Regions from separate parts of the Anser cygnoides genome. Here region 2 is linked to region 1. The links are chromatin contacts, called in public Hi-C maps. All regions are on one chromosome and are shown on one strand. The core of a region is the stretch at or near the end of the contact, and the rest is flanking DNA. Distances in the headings are between cores, read along the strand shown.

Region 1 (7,706 bases), core at 1,564-4,063:
GCTGTCCCGGCCTTTCCTGCTGAAGGGTTTCATCTGCCCGCACTGTCACCGTGTTTCACTCTGCAGCATGACGGGTTTAAGGCACTGCTGTCATATCTGTTGGATATCATCTGTTTGCTTATCGATGCTTCTGCCATTTCCAAATGCCAAGATCTCCTGTAGAGAAGGAAAATGAACCCATAAGAAGGGCATAAACCTGATGTAGGTCTGGACATAGAGGCCGGACCATCTGACGCCAGGACACGTTTTTGATAAGGTTATGGTACAAGTAAGAAGTGGGGAAAAAAAGACAGTGATCGAAACAGGAGAAGAGAAAGGAGCAAGCAATGCTCAAAGATTTCAGTGTGTTTTTCTGAACTGTTAAGGTTGTCGCTGCTTTGAGGCTACTGAGAAAGGTGGTGTTGGTGATCCAGACTCTGCTGACTGTGCTGATGTTGGAGTAGGATGTGTTCAGACAGTGATGCAGCTGGTGTTATTTAATAGCTCTCGCCAGCCCATCCATCACTTCTCAATCAGTTTTGCTTTTGCACTGATTGATATGTTATCATTATGTCAATAAGACAGCGGAAAGCTGGCTTAAAACATTGAAAAAAACTAATTAACGCTTGTGTAAAAGGAAATTTTGAAACTAGATGTAGCATGAAGTGGCTTGAATAAATTAATTTTCTCTAGACTTCTCAGAGAGATGCAGGTAGGGATGGGATGCATGTGGTCACGCCGCGATGCTGAGGCTGTCTCCTGCCGCTTCCCTGGGCAGTGCCGGTGCCTGGCGTATTGCTGTTGTGGTCCCTGGGCTACCCTTCAGTTCCACTGCAAGGATCAACTCAAGTTTGCAGAACACATTTTGATTTAAAGCACGTACTTCCAGTGTTAAGGAAGAGCTTTATCCAAGCCCTAGCGGTAGCTAGGTAAAGGTTTAACCTCTGCTTTTCCCCCTCCTGATCTCCAGTTCGTTGTGGTGCTGGGAAGGCCTCCCAGCTGCCAGTGCCAAAAGCCACGCTCGTGTGCAGATCTCATCTTTTTGCAGCTGGCAGAAGAGGGGACTGCGATGAATGGAGCTGTTGATTCACGCAGACTGTGAGAAGGCGCCAATTAATAGGCTTTGAAATTCAATGGCAGATAAATATTGTGTTCTTGATGAGAAAGCGGCTTAGGAAGCAGGCAGCATTCAGGGTTGAGCATGCAGGTGGATGCTCCTTGCTTGCTTTTGGTAGAGCGCCGCTGTGACTGCTGCAAATTTGGAAAGCCAAACACTGCAAAAGTGGAGTGCCCAAGGGCACGGGGCGGAGGAGCCCCCCTCTTTGGCTCTGACTTGTGACAGAGGGATGGAAAGACCTGAGGTCCGGTGCTTGCATGTGCTTATAAAACTATCAGCATAATGGTGGTTTTGGTGTTTCCCATCTCAAAGATTTCAGGGAAAAAAGTAGGTGTTGTCATGTAGCATTACGGCATCTAAAACCAAACTTGTAGGTCTGCTTCGTTGCACAAGGAGTTAAAGAAATGCAGCTAATGCTTCCCTTTAAGGGTATTTTTAACTCATTGATTTACTGTACGAAATGTCAGCGTTCCTGCTGCAAGCAGTTACAGTCTGTTGTCCAGGGACATTGTACCTCTGGTGGTAAAGTGAAAAGTCCTGGAAGCTGCCGTATCCATTGAAAGATAATGTTAACAGAGGGTGTTTATTTCTGCAAAAGGTTTACGTTTGGAGCCTGGATGAAACATCCCTTAAAGACAGATGACAGCGTGTTCTAAGTCTCTTTTCTGGAAGATAATGAAGTAGTAGGGCATGCTAAAATAAATTGAAAGCTGTGCTTTAAAAAGGGGGGGAAACAGCTCAGTCTCTTTTGAAGTTGAACAAACGAGCAATATTCTCTTCAGCTTTACAGCTCTGCTCGTCTTCCTGCAGTAGCACATGGGCAGCTCTGTACAGCGGGGTGAATGCAGTGTTTCAGTCCAGAGGCTGGGCACCTACACGGTGTAGGATTTGCTTTTCTTTTGCATGCTCATTGCCCCAAAGTGCCAAGCACGCCAGGCGATGGTAAGTGCCCCGATGCCATCTCTATCCAGGCATAATCTATGGTGATCCTGTCGCTTATTTAGCGTGATGGCGTTGCAATTAAAAAAAAAAATAAAAAAAAGTCCAGTAAGAATGTGATGTAGATCCCGCAGGCTGGGATAAATGCCTTCAGAGCTCTGCTGGCAGGCTCTGCTTCCGCTCCTGGTTTCTGAACATTTGTTCTTCCCATTTGCAATCCGGTCTGGTGAAGCTGGCTGGTCGGCCTTTCTGCGATCCAGCTGTCCGACCTCCCCGTGCAGCACGGGGCTGCTCTGGCGCCGAGCTCCCGCCTGCCTTTTTTGGTGAAGCAGTGCTGCGGGGCTGTTCCTGGAAGGGGCTGCTTTACGCCCGCGGGGGCTGTTTTCCGCTTTCATTTTTGATCCGTAAAGCTCTAGGTTGCGTTTCAGCAGCCGTGCTGGCAGAGCTCGGCTCTCCTGCTCTAACTGGGATATTTTGCGTTTTAGAAGTGCTTGAAATGTTTTATCCTCGGCCGTGACACGCCGGTGTGCTGCTGCAGGCAGCTGGGGCAGATGCAATATACGGCAGCACTTGCGTTTGCTGTGTATACCTTGTCAGCATAATCTGCTTTTGAAAGTGACAGCCGGAGTGCGATCTTTAGTGCGAAGACTACGTTATGGAGGACTCGGCCAAATTTTAATTAGCTGCATGATTTGTTGGCGTGTTCTGTGCTCTGTTCCTGAGAAGAGGAGTGGCGTGCAGCGAGGGAGCGAGCTGGGACGGATTGAGGAGCATCCTCTGATAGGCTTCAGCGAGAGCACCTCTGGTCCCCTGCCAGCAGGGTGGCGGCTGTTTAAAGTAGAGAGAGGGAGAGGGCCTCAGCGAGCGAGGTGAAAGGCTCAAGCCAAGCACGGGAAAGGAAAGGGAGGAATAAAGCCTTTAGATTGGGAAAATGGATGGGGATGCTGGAGTTTTACTCCATGCGCAGGAGAGCGCAGCGCAGTTCAGCAGCATGACGCTGCTCTAGTCAACTCCAGGGTGCTGTTTCCTGTAATTAAGGCAGGTCTGGCTTCTTGTTGTTGTTGCATCTTCCTTTGCCTTGCTAAGCTCTTGAAATCGTGCTGCTCAAGTCCACCTATAAGCAGTTTACTGGGAGTTTGGACGTCTGTGTGGCAGCACATGCCTTGTGATGCTGTGCCCTACTCTAGCTCCAGGTGAACGCTGCCGTGCTGCTGGTAATTGCATCTGCACAGCCAGCTGTCTCCTGCAAGCTTCGCAGAGAAGAAAACCTGGGAATTTACTCAATTTACACTCAGAATTACCTTGAAAAACAAAGAAATGGTTTGAAAAATGTCCCTGCAGTTCAGTGGGGGCATGTGTCAAAGGCTGCACTTAGCTGACTGAATCCGGGGAGGAGGAGAACAGGCAGACACAGCGGTTCCCTGGGAGCGGGGCTGGGGATTATAGGAATCACGGCTTGAACGGGAGGAGTCAGTGCCGTGCTGTTACAAAAAGTGCAATTGCTGCCTTGGAATATATGAAAAGAAACATTGCCAAAAGACATAGTAAGTAATTATTTTTTCCAATTTTACTTCCTGGCGGAGCCTCAAGTGGAGTATCTTGCTCAGTGGTGCACCTCGTACTGAAAGATGGGAGCCAACGAGAGAAAATCCAGAGGGTGGAATGCTCCCGAACAGTTCTCATCTCCTGCGTCCTGATAGCTGCGGGGCCGCAGCACAGGAGCCGGCAAACACTGCAGAGAGCGGGGCTGTGCTGTTCTGCACACCTGCAAAGGGAAGGCAGAGATGGGGCTCAAACAATAAAAACGAACGGTTTAGGTACAGAAATAGCAGAGCACTGGAACCACAACTTTGGGAGCTGTCAGGAATGGAGCAGGCACGGTTCATGCTGCCTGTCAGAGGGAGGGATGGGCTGGGTCAGCTCTCTGAGGGTCTTCCAGAGCAGTGGACCTGCGGTGTCGGCACTCGTGCAGAAGGCAGCGGGGCCAACCATCGGGAAGGTAGCAGGCAGTGGAGGAAAGGAACAAACGTACACTTCAGGCAAAGTCTCCCAAGCAGTTTGTTAGCATAAGAAGAATTAAAGCACTGATTTCAGTTTTATTTCTTCAGTTCTTCTAACCTAGACTCCAGTAATACTATCAAATAATCATTTAATGCCCCTCAAACTTCTTTTTTTTGGCAATGCGAGTTTTCTTCTAAGCCAAATGCATTTAAAAGCTGGAAATCGAGTTACTTCGTTGAACAGCTGCACATTTTGCCTTTTGTTTCCCGTGCTGCTGCGTGGCTGGTCCCTTACAGCGCGCACGCAAACTGCTCTTAACCAGAAGCAGCCCTTTCTCCGCCGGTCAGGCACGCCAGCGGCGTCTCACAGCAGAGCCATATTCTTTCCATACCGCTCGGGCCGATGCTCTCAGATGGTGCCTGTAACTCGATCTGCGCCTTGTTCTTCCTGCGCAGAGCCGTCCAAGCCCTTCCCCGCCTCCTGCCCCCGCTTCCTGACCCATTTCGAGCAGGAACTTTATTCCGGAAAAGCAGGAGCAAGTGAAGAAGCAAACGTGAAAATGAAATCCAAGGGGCGAGCGGTTGAAAGAAGATGAAATACAGCCAGCAGATCATGCTTTGATTTGCTGCTGCCATAAAATGCTACAGATGGATGCTGGAAAGACCCGAAGGTTTTGAGGAAGGCTGTCCCAAGGCTCATGTGCTGAGATTTGTGTTTTAGTACCTCGCAGCGGGATTTTTCGTGTAAACTATAAAAAGGCAGATAGCGGATGGCTTCCTGAGTGAAGAGCGCAGCTCTCCAGCTTGTGACAAAGCCTAGAGCCAAGACAGTTCACTTAAAAATGTTTCTGCAATTCTTACGTATGTTAGCTTGCTGAGTTCTCTTCGAATAAAGTATGACACACCGCTCCTTGCAGCGTGTAAAACTTAATTTTTGGTGCTTGTGGGAGAGGGGAGGGGTTGGCCTCTGGACTTGCCTCTTGGCAAGGCTCACCCCTGGTGCAGGATTTCTGTCGTGCTGGACCGGAGACAGAGATGAGCTAAGACAGTAAAAACGCTCACTGGAACCAGTAGCTTTCCTTGAGAGCCTGGATCCGTTCAGATTAATGGCTGCAGTTGCGAGCTCTTCTCTGGGCCGTTTGTGGGGGCTTCTGCCTTGTCTTTTCCCCTCTCCTCAGCACGTAGAGTTTTTTCTGGCTTGTATTTCTCACTCGCCAGGAGCCACCCTGGTGTTTTGACTTTTTAAAGGTCCTTGAGATTATTCTTAGCTTAATTCAAGTAGCTTCTCCTGCTCTGAATTACCCTCTGTGCCTGCAGATACGAGTGGCTCCTTGATGCTCTCCAGGATACCCGGCGGGGCCGCTGGGGCTGTGTCATTGTCGTGTCCCTGGTCACCCGCCCAGGGGGACAGGTCCATCGTGGTGCCGCCCTCAGCTGCGAGGAGCCTGTCAGTTCGCTTGGAGTCAAATGGGATAAGTTGCAATTAAAAAAAGGGAGTTGTTGTAGTTAAGCGCAGCTGGCTTTTTGTCCCCTCTCCTTGCGCTGCTGCCCCTCGTGGCTTTGCATTTGCACAGAGCCTTCGCTCAGCCTTGCTCATACCAGAGACTGGGAAACGTATCTGGTCTTTCCTGCAAATGTTTCCTTTTGGAGCTGCCTGTATATCCAGTGTCTAAATATTTCTCTCTTTTCGAGTAGCAGCTTTCTTTCTGAAGGAGACCAAAGAGGTTACATGCAGAAATAAAACAAACATTGGTGTATCCTGAACTCTTCGGTACCTAAAATGTTTACCTGAAGGTGTTTCTCTCTTGTTAGTCTTTTGGTAGTTTTTTGGGCGCTTGGTCACCCTTGTGGTCTCTGAGGGCTTCTGGAGGGTTTTTGCCTCTAACACGGGGAGCTGCCTCTGCTTTTGCTCTCCGTGCACCCGGAGGAAGAGCAGTGTGCGCAGAGCACCGCCAGGTTACCTTTCCCTGCCGGTGGGGAGCTGGCCTTGCTTTTCCTGGTCAGAAGAAAGTTACCTTACTCGTTTTTTGCTGAAAAACAGCCTTATCCCGCAGTAAATTTGGCCACGCTGTGCATGTAAGCATGCAGTTTATTGCTCTCAAGTTACTTAGTGTTGTGCGGAGTCATGTCCTGCTTTGCGTTTAAACACCATTGCTTTCTAATGAATACTGTATTAATGAATGCTGCTGATTTAATAGGCATTGATATTCAGGGGCCATCTTCCAGGTGTATCTTCTTTCTCTGAAATCACCGGTCTAGTCCCCTTCCTTTGTCTGGTTTTGTGTATGAGCTCTCGGTTAATAATTACTTTATTTCCTATGTTGTTACAGCTTGAAAAAATGAAGTAGCGATTTCCATCGGCAGAGCCGTGCACAAATGAGTACAATGGCGACAGGGTGGTTGTCCTAACGTCTCACAGATGTGAATGGAGGGTGGTTATTTTAATGTAAAAATATACTTAGATCATAGATCATGCAGCCTTTCCGTTTAAATGTTGGTTGCAAGGGTGATTTTTCTTTTGTGCTTTAAAAAGAAAAACATTCAAAGTTCTTGTAACAGGCAGGATGCAACGCTATACAGAAGGGAGGCAACAGATTTCACAGCAGCAGAAACCTCGAACGTATTTTGTCGTGTAACTGGTGCGGGGTTCCAGAGACAGTGACATACGTGGTCACCAAGAGGTCTTTGGGCTGGGCGTACAAATGTCCTTCTGACCTGCTTTTGAATTTTCCCCAGGTATGTGACAGAACTGTTGGCAACATGGGAGGAGATTTCAGTGGTCTTTTATTTGGCAAATTGTTTTTTTTTTGCCTTTTTTGCTGGAGCTGCTGTTGGAGTGGGCTCTGCTGGGACAGAAGGTCAAGCATTCAGTGCGCCTTGGCAATGAGCTGCTGTACTCCTAGCAAAGCTTGTGCGCTGCAAATTGAAAATGAAAAGATGTCTTCCCATCACAAAGACAGTAATTTCAGTAGATCAGGTTCTTTTTTCTCCCTCTTTATGGAAGTGCAGGAATGATTAATAATCAACACATTTCTGTAGCTGCTTTTGTTCTATATTCTTTGAACCTCTTAGGCTGTCATCTATTCATTTTAAACATCAGAAAAAGCAAGTACAGAAATAGACAATGTAGTAGTGCAGGGCCTTCTGGGAAGGCGAAACTTGCCTGTGACTGAATATATGGATATTTTATTATTCTGTGTACCTCCTGCATGAAAGTATTTCACTTAAACACAAAAGAGTCTTGAAATAATCTCTGCGTCCATGTGGAGTGTTACCATCTTTGTGAGGGCATTGAGGCCGTGAAACTTTCGTAAATACGATGTGGAGAACTTGTCTTGAGAATATTTCCATCGTTGCCAGCTGCATTAACTCTTCGTCTTTCTTGTTATTCTTATATTTATAAGCGTACTGATTTTTATTATATCCTCTACCCTGGGCTTTGATCTTGGGGGAAATGTCAGGTATCTAAGTATAGAGAAGACTAAAGAGGAACTGCGAAATTTCAATGGGGAGCTGCTAATTTTCATTTAATTTTAGTACTGCTGTGCAAAAAGGAGTTGGGTTTTATCAAGTATTTTTTTCAAGTAAGAACCAACTGTGTTGGGGTTAAATATTCAACAGGTTTTGTAAGTGACTTAGTTAAGTATCTTCCTCTTGGTGGCTTTTCCTCG
Region 2 (7,706 bases), core at 2,861-5,360, 35 kb before region 1:
TTGTTCCCAGAAACGCGCAGAACACTGTTACTATACTTGCATCTTCTTTAGGCAGCAGGGCTTTCTATTGCTCAGCTTATTATCGAGTAGCTGCACTGAATTAGACTACAGAATCCTCAACTATCACAAAATTTTTCAAATCCCTTCGCTCCTGCTCTTCTAAATTAAGGAAAAAAAAAAACCTAACAGCATTGTTGTACTAGTACAAAGATGTCCTAGGACCCAAAGGTCAAGGAAATAAATAAATCCGCGTGGACGTCTTCAGCCACCTGTTAACTTAACCCACGCTGCCTCAGTCACACTGCAGGGAAGGTTTTTAGTTCACAGATCAAGACACTTGCTAAAAGTAACAGTAAGTATCTATCCGAATGCCCTTCCAGACTCCTGGGCAGCAAGGCAAGACAATTTGGTCTCTCCACTACTTACATCCAAACCACTCTAGCATGCAAATTCCAATCAAATACCACACTGTGAGGGCCTACAAAAAGGGTACGTTTTAGCGTGGATTTTGCCATCATCAATGATGACAGAAGACGAAACCCCTCCGCCTTACCTCTGTGAGGTACCCGGTAGCATTCACGAACCTCTCGAACTCCTCGTTGCTGACCTCGTGCCGGTCCATGTAGAAGCCGTTAACGCGCACTCTCCTGGCAGGCCACTCTCCATCCTGCCGGATCTCCGGCTCGTCGGTGCCCATCGTGAACTCTCCTCCCGGAATAGCCACCATCTGCAGAGGAAGCAGTCAACACCAAACAGGTTACAAAAATTAAAGACTGACAAGTCTCTCATCGGTCTTACTGCCCCGTTCCCTCATCTTTGAAGGTGCTCTTGGCTTGCAGCAGCGCTTAACCGACGGATGAAAACAGCACAGCAAGGTAACGACATTGACATCACGATCCCCACCCGCCCAGAAAATAACACAAAGCAGAACTTAAATCGAGAGCAAAAACTTTCTTAAACTTAAAACGACCTTAAACTTTAACTGTTTCAGTAAGATGTATTCCCTTTAAGGCTTCAGCCAACTTCCAGGGAACCAAAACACGTTTCCCCTCTGCCTTAGAGGGTTCTTCCTAGGAAGACAAAGGCCCTGAAGGCCTTGCCATACCTCACTGTGCGCTTCCTGAGACCCCGCTGAAGAGCGCAGGCTGAGCAAACCATTCCTCACCCAACAGCTGTTCTCCCAAAAAAACAGGAGCTGCCACGATCCCTGCTCAGGAGCCTGTGCTGGAAGCACAAACGACAGCTCAGGCTCCTTAAAACCTTCCCAGCTGGCAGGCGACGTTTCAAGGGCTAACGCCACCCAAGAGCTACTTCACCGAGAAGCCACCCGACTCCTCACCAGCCAACGAATGCAGTAGGGAAGAAAACTCCCTCTGCTTCGTTCTCAGTATTCCCAAAGTACCCTCAGTCCCAAACTCACACTGAACTCAGCCACCTCCCTCTGCTGGCAGCGGATCAGAGGCCTGTGCGTGGGCGAGCACCAGGAAATCCTGTCAGCACTGACAGAGGCGTCCCTTAGGGGAATAACCCAGCGTGCATGATGCCCCAGCACACGCTGACAGGGCGCATGCCCGTCTGTGCCACACACTGCTCTTACAAGGGATTCGAGGAGGTGAGGCAGTGACAGAAAGCAAAGCGAGTACTGCTCGTTCTGAGGGACAGCAGCACTTGGTGCGAGATCCTGACGTTTGGTACGTCAGAAATGCAGGTCTCATAACAGAACTACTCCACGAGGAAAGTTCCCAGTGTAGCATGGTCCTAACGCTACTCCACAAGTGTCATCTCAGTTCTGGCAAAAAAAAAAGAAGGCTAAAAAAGAACCTCAAAAAGAAGAACCTCTTTCCAATCCGCCGTAGCTAAAACAACTCCTGGAAGCGGTCCTCAAAGCAAGACTGAAAACTCACTCGGGAAGCGCTGTCTGAAACCATACGAAAAATTAACTCTCGCTGTGCAGCCTGGCGTTCATTTCCAAACCCTGAAACATCCTGACATTGCCAGGCAGGAACCCTGACAGCCTGCCGGGCGGATTCAGCTGGGAACGCCCCGAGGCTTCCTGACGAGCACCTGCATCCCAGCAGCAGCACCTGGCTTGTGCGCGCAGCTCCGTGTGCTCAGAGGCCCGCTCCGGCAGCGGGGCCCGCAGCGCTGCGGGGCAGCCCCGCTACCACCGGCCTTGCGGTTCCCAGGAGGCGGCGGCACCGCCGCACCCGGCTGCTGCCGAGGCCGGGCCCGATTCCCCTCGCTTCCAGCTGACCGCAGCCGGGTGCCGCCGTGAGCGCGGTGCAGGCGAGCTGCGGCCGGCCCTCCGGCTGCCCCCCCGCACTCCCCGCTCCCCCCGCCGCTCACCGGCCCGCTCCTGCCGCTGCCGCCGCCCGCTGCTGCCGCCACGTAGCGCCGCGCCGCCGCCTCCCGCCCGCCGCCGCGGCCGGCCCCGCAGCCGCAGGCCCCGCTGGGAGCCGGAGCCGGATCCGAATCCGGATTCGAATCCGGATCCGGGTCCGTCCCTGCCGCCAGCAGCAGGGTCAGGGCCAGGAAGAGGGGCAGCGCCCCATAGCCGCAGGGCGCAGCCATGTTGGGCGGCGTCACGTGCTGCCGCGGTCACGTGGCGGCGGCGCCTTAAAGGGGCCGCGCCTGGCTCCCGGTGTTCTCCCCCTCCGCCTGGGGGCTGCCAGGGGCCGCCTCGGGGCGGGGGGCGCCCGGCTTCTCCTTGCTTCTTCCTGGGGTCACCGCAGTTCTTGGAGAGTTTGGCGCTCCGCCACGTAACTCTTTACGCTGTGGGGAGGTTTCTGCTCAGGTCTGCGCAGAACGGACCCGCTGGGTCCCCGCCACGCTGGAAGAAACTTTCACTCTGTGGGACACCAGATCCCTGCACGTAACTGCACAGATTAGGACATGGCAGCTAAAAGAAGTACGGGCAGAGCGAAGGGGACTCCTGTCTTGTTTTCTCTTACACTAGTACTGCAACTAGTAAGCAACACTACCCAACAGCGTGGGCTGTATGACATTGTAGCGTGTGCTGGCATCACAGCGCTGGGCACCTTCGCAGGCGTGCGTTCCCAGCAGCTATCAGCAGTCCCTTTTGCCCCGTGATGCACTTAGAAAATCAAAAAAAACAAGCGCTCACAAACTTGATAATAACCTGCCCGCATCAGAGCCATGAGGTGCCGGCTGTGCCGTTACGGAGCTCAGGAAAACCAGCTCGTTTCCAGCCCGCTGGGACAGGCTGCTGGTGTATCCTGCCTGCTCGTTCCCATTGCTTGCTTCCCTAGAATTCTTTTTTGCATCTTTTCTGTACTTTCATCAGGAAGGTTTATGTTCCTGTGTTGTTTTAGGAGACTAGACGAAACAATTAAAACGACAGGTTGCTTCTGAACAGCACCCAAGTTCCAGCTTGTGACCCTGAGGGCTCCTGAGGACTTCCTTTGGTGTCATTTATCGACTACGTCTGTGCTGCTAAGTCATTTCTTCACAGGCAGGAAATCTCTTCCACACGGAGTTTAATTATTCTCTTTCCTGGTACTGAGTGTGCTGTGCTTCAGAATTAAGACACTGATTTGACTGTTATTAAAATATTACAGAAATGGGAGACCTATCCATAATTGTCTTTCCTTCAAATCCAGCAAGTTCTTTGCACTACTCGATCAGTGGTTTTGGCTGGAGGGCCTTCACTGGCACAACCTCCGCGGCCAGTGGAGAGCCGACCCAGCAAAGGTAGTCCATGAGAGAAATTGTTGCTCTGATACTCCGTGTTCCAGAGAGGCTGCCAAAGAAGCAGAAGACAAACGACGGGACTGGGTTACGGACAGCGCTGGGCACCGCTGCCCTGCCCGGTTCCCGAGGAGGGACGGCCCGCAGCAGGGCCGGGGGGGCGGTGAACGGCGAGCAGGCGGCGCCCGCAGCCACCCCGGCGGGCCCGGGCAGGACCGCGGGCCGCCCTCGCTCCCGGCCCAGCCCTCAGAGGCGCAGCGGCCCCGCCGCCCGCCCCCCGCCCGCGGGGCACGCCGGGCGCTGTAGTCCCGCGGGCTCCCCGCTCTCCGCCCGCTGCCGGCGTCGGCCGGAGGCCGGGACTACGCTTCCCAGCAGCCCCCCGGGCCGCTATATAGCGCCGGGCGGCGCGCCCCGGCGCGCAGTAACCATGCGGACGGGCCGCTGAGCGGCGGCAGCGGGGCGCAGCCTCCGTCCCAACGGCACCGGGCAGCGCCGCCGGCATGGGGCTGCCGCGCCGCCGCTAGCCCGCCCCAGCCGGAGCCAGGTAGGGCCGGGGGGGGCTCGGCGAGAGCCGGAGGGGCGGCCCTGGGGGGGGCTCCCGGGGCTGAGCGGGGGGCGGCGGGGGGGGGGAGCGCGGCCGCTCGGGGCTCGGGGGTCCCCCGGCGGGCGGCCCCTGCTCCACCCGCACCCCCGGAGCCGCCCCGGGACCCCAGCTCCGCCCGGGGATCTCCGCGGCCCGGCCGTGTGGGAGGCCCCCTGCACGGCACCCCCTTGCAGGGGGGCGCGGGGCGAAGCCGCCATCCATCCCCCCCGCTCCCTCCGGCCGCTCCGCTGCCGGGCGCTGGGTTGCCCCGTTCTGGGCTTCCTTTGGAAGCCCCCTCCGTCAGCCCGCCCCCTCGGGCAGCGGGCACCCCCGGCTCCCGCTGCTGGGCCGTGGGGGTGGTGGCGGCACGGGGCTGGGGGCTGCACGCAGGCACCCCCCCGGTAGCCGCGGGGCCACAAGGAGCCCCACGGCCCGGCACGGCAGGTGGCACCGAGCCGTGTTGGGCTGCACACGTGCGAGGCGGCAGCCGTGCAGCCAGCGGCCGGTGCGTGCGGACGGCAAAGGAGCCAGCGTGGGGTCTGACAGCAGCCCCAGGGGGTTCAAAGCAGTGCTGTTATGGGGTGCTGTCGGTAAACTCCTCGCTGAATTCGTTACTTTTAACGTGTTCCCCAGGACGTCTTCTGTTCGCCAGTAATGATTTTTTCCTGCTAAAATAGCTCGTTTCACCCCCAGTGACAGCGTTTGCTTAGACGAGTTCCGCTGCCCTCCACCTGCTTGCTTTGCAGAGGTCGTGAAGGCTGCAAGTAGGGAGCAATCCGGCTTCCTCCTGCAGAGGTTCATAAATTAGGAAGTAAACAAACAGCAAGAGTGACTTCGGTTCGCCTCTGCAACCGTGGGGTGGAGCCTAGCTGTGGGAAATAGCGTATTTTTCAAAGAATTGCTGGTCACGAGCAGCAGGGCTGGAGCGTGGGGAAGGCCCTGGTGGAGAGCGGTGAAGAGGGAGAGGGCTTGGCGGTGCCCTGCTCGGCGGCACTTGTCGGAGCCCTCAGAGCCCTGAGGGACTGACAGGCGGGATGCAGCGGGGTGTCAGCGACAGTTGTGGTTCCTGTTAGAAATGAGAGGTTAATGGGGCCTCATGGCGCTGTCCATCCTCTTGCATCACCCCGACAAATCGGTGTGTGGGTTACACCAGAACCCTGAAGAATTAAGTGCAAGTGACGAAAGGGAACCTGAGGTCCTGGCTCCCCGCAAGTGCCATCGCAGTCTAGAGCGAGCCTTGCAGACGGTGTGTGACACCAGGTCTTGGGCTCAGCCTTGCTGTAGAGGTAGTGCTGGATCGATGTCAGGACATGGCAGTGTGGGGAGACGGCCAGTCGCCCGCCAGAGCGGCAGACTTTGGGTGAAACGTGCAAGTAAGATTGTGGCGTTTCCCGCGTCGTACGTGCGTGTGAGAGGAGCAGTAACGGTCTGGTTTCTGCCTCGATACCAGCCGGTGGGGTCCTGAGGCCTGTTCTGGAAGCAGGAGCTCCTTCCAGTGCTGGTGCCTGCTGGTGCCTGGCTGAGATGGGCGATAACGAAGCCAAACTTTTTTCAGCAGGCTCCGAGCAGGACGCAGGTCTGTGGGGCCCTTGCCTCGTGCTGTCCCCGGGACGGAGCAGTGGTGAGCCGGTGCGGCCCCCCCGGGCGGCTTTGTTGGTGTCAGCGCGGGGCCTGCTCCTCGGGGCCGTGCGACGCGACAAGTTACGGAGCATGCCGGGAGCCTGCGGCGGCGTCACGCCATAAACATGAGAGTTGTAGTTGTAGGATTGTGCTGGAAGACGGGAGGAATCTCGGAATCCCGTGGGAGGTGGGATGAGGGTAGTGGCTCGGTAGTAGCTGGTAGACTGGCTGCTCGCTCGCCCGTGGGTGAGTGTGAGGGAAGGCAGCTTCACCAAAGCAGCTTACAGGGACCAGAGGGGCTTAGAGCTGGAAGACGGCGTGCTGGTAGAAAGTTATGTAAATGTAACATTTCTGTCACGATGTGGCTGTGGTATTAATCTGGTTTCATAAAAAGCTTCCTTATGGAATGCTCCAAATTCGTTTCTTCTGCTGCTGAGGTGGCACCTTCGCTGTTAGCTACTGCTTCAGGAGCCTGGAGCCGTTTTTCTGCTTGCTGTTGTGTAGTAGCACCGAAGAGGAGTTAAAAACCTTCGAGCAGTAGCCATGTAGCCCCCTGCACTGCAGCCTGAGCACCCAGTGCTGACTGACCTGTAAAGCAGAAGGCTTGAAAAGCCAGCAGACATCTGCGAGCTGCAAGGCAGATCCTGTCCACGTCCACGGTTACTCAGAATGATTCCTGTGTTCTTCGTCGGGCATCTCCCAGTGGCTGCTGCGGGAGGCAGGGTGCCAAGCAGCTCGAGCTTTGATCCGGCCCGATATTCCTTTCTGACTTCTGTTCCCAGCAGACGCCACAAAAGCACCACCGCCGTTGTTGCCTGGCTCTCCGTCTTGGCACGGAAGCGCTGTAGCTGGGGATGGAGACAGAGCTGGCTTCCAGGGGGCTGCAGCTCCGCGCTGGGCTGGCAGAGGCAGCCACGCGAAGTGTCTGCAGTTCTTGCGTACTCTGTACCTGTTGAGAAACTACTTTTCCAGGTCTTCAGCGCGGTTGGGTTCTGTAGGACCGTGTTCTTTTTTTTTGGGGGGGGGGGGGGGGGAACTTAAGATAAACTACAGGAACCATAATTCCGAAGTAGAGTGAGGATGCAAAATTCAGCTCTGGATTCTGAACTCAGAAAAGTTTCATTTTCATAGTTGTGGTTTTGGTTAAGCCTATCAAAACTTGCATCAGAACTCTTTTTTCCCCTTCCTACCAGTGTTTTATTGAGAGTAAGAACTACAGATCTGGGGAAGTTAACCCTCTAGGGAGACAAACGCATTAGAAATGTGCGTGGAAGCATGTGTTATTCTGCTGATTTACAGCTTGCAGTGATGTAACTCCATCCTCATCTGCCAGAATGCTAATGTGAGGAGCGCTGCGGCCAGCTTAGTGCTCCTACCTCCCCGATCGCTCTGCTGAGCAGATTATCAAAGGACGGTAAACAGCTCTGAGAAAACTGAGTGCCAGATGAAAAAAAGAATCGGGATTAGAATGTTAGATAACATTTCTGCTTTTGGAGTAATCTGACACTTTAGTTATAGGGAAGGAGGCCTGGATACTGAATCCAGATGTAACGATGTGTACATAAACAGTTCATTCTCTCCTCGTCCCCACCATGTGCAAGATGTCATAAGACAGTAATCTCGGTGCACATACATGTAAGAAATCTATCTCATCACAGTAAGCCAAAAAAAAAATGGCTACTGCCAAAAGATTGTGGCTTTTTTTTTTTAATTTCTGGGAATTGCTTAGTAGCAGTTGAGTATGAAAGTTTTACAAACATTTGTTTTGCACCATGGCAAACCCTCTTCACTTCTT

The links. A called contact is a pair of places that touch in the nucleus more often than the background predicts.
Region 2: a Hi-C map of granulosa cells shows a contact between it and region 1, with 1.7 times the contacts expected there. The contact joins the promoter of ITPR1 here to the enhancer-like site in region 1. A contact is called at or near these places in 3 of 7 Hi-C or Micro-C datasets (fetal liver, granulosa cells and liver).

The regions. Positions count from the first base shown.
Region 1 is chr10:4,136,673-4,144,378 of Taihu_goose_T2T_genome, reverse strand. All of the region lies in intron 3 of ITPR1 (inositol 1,4,5-trisphosphate receptor type 1), which reads left to right. Among named protein-coding and RNA genes, the nearest start is that of ITPR1, 36 kb to the left of the region's middle. Within about 2 kb of position 2,813, at least 1 of the 3 cell types and tissues checked has open chromatin away from gene starts, as enhancers often do.
Region 2 is chr10:4,172,987-4,180,692 of Taihu_goose_T2T_genome, reverse strand. ITPR1 (inositol 1,4,5-trisphosphate receptor type 1) reads left to right here and starts at 4,110. Exons shown (of 60, transcript XM_067003328.1): 1 at 4,110-4,252. It overlaps SUMF1 (sulfatase modifying factor 1), which reads right to left and starts at 3,162. Exons shown (of 9, transcript XM_067003014.1): 1 at 3,140-3,162; 2 at 554-727. The coding sequence starts at 727.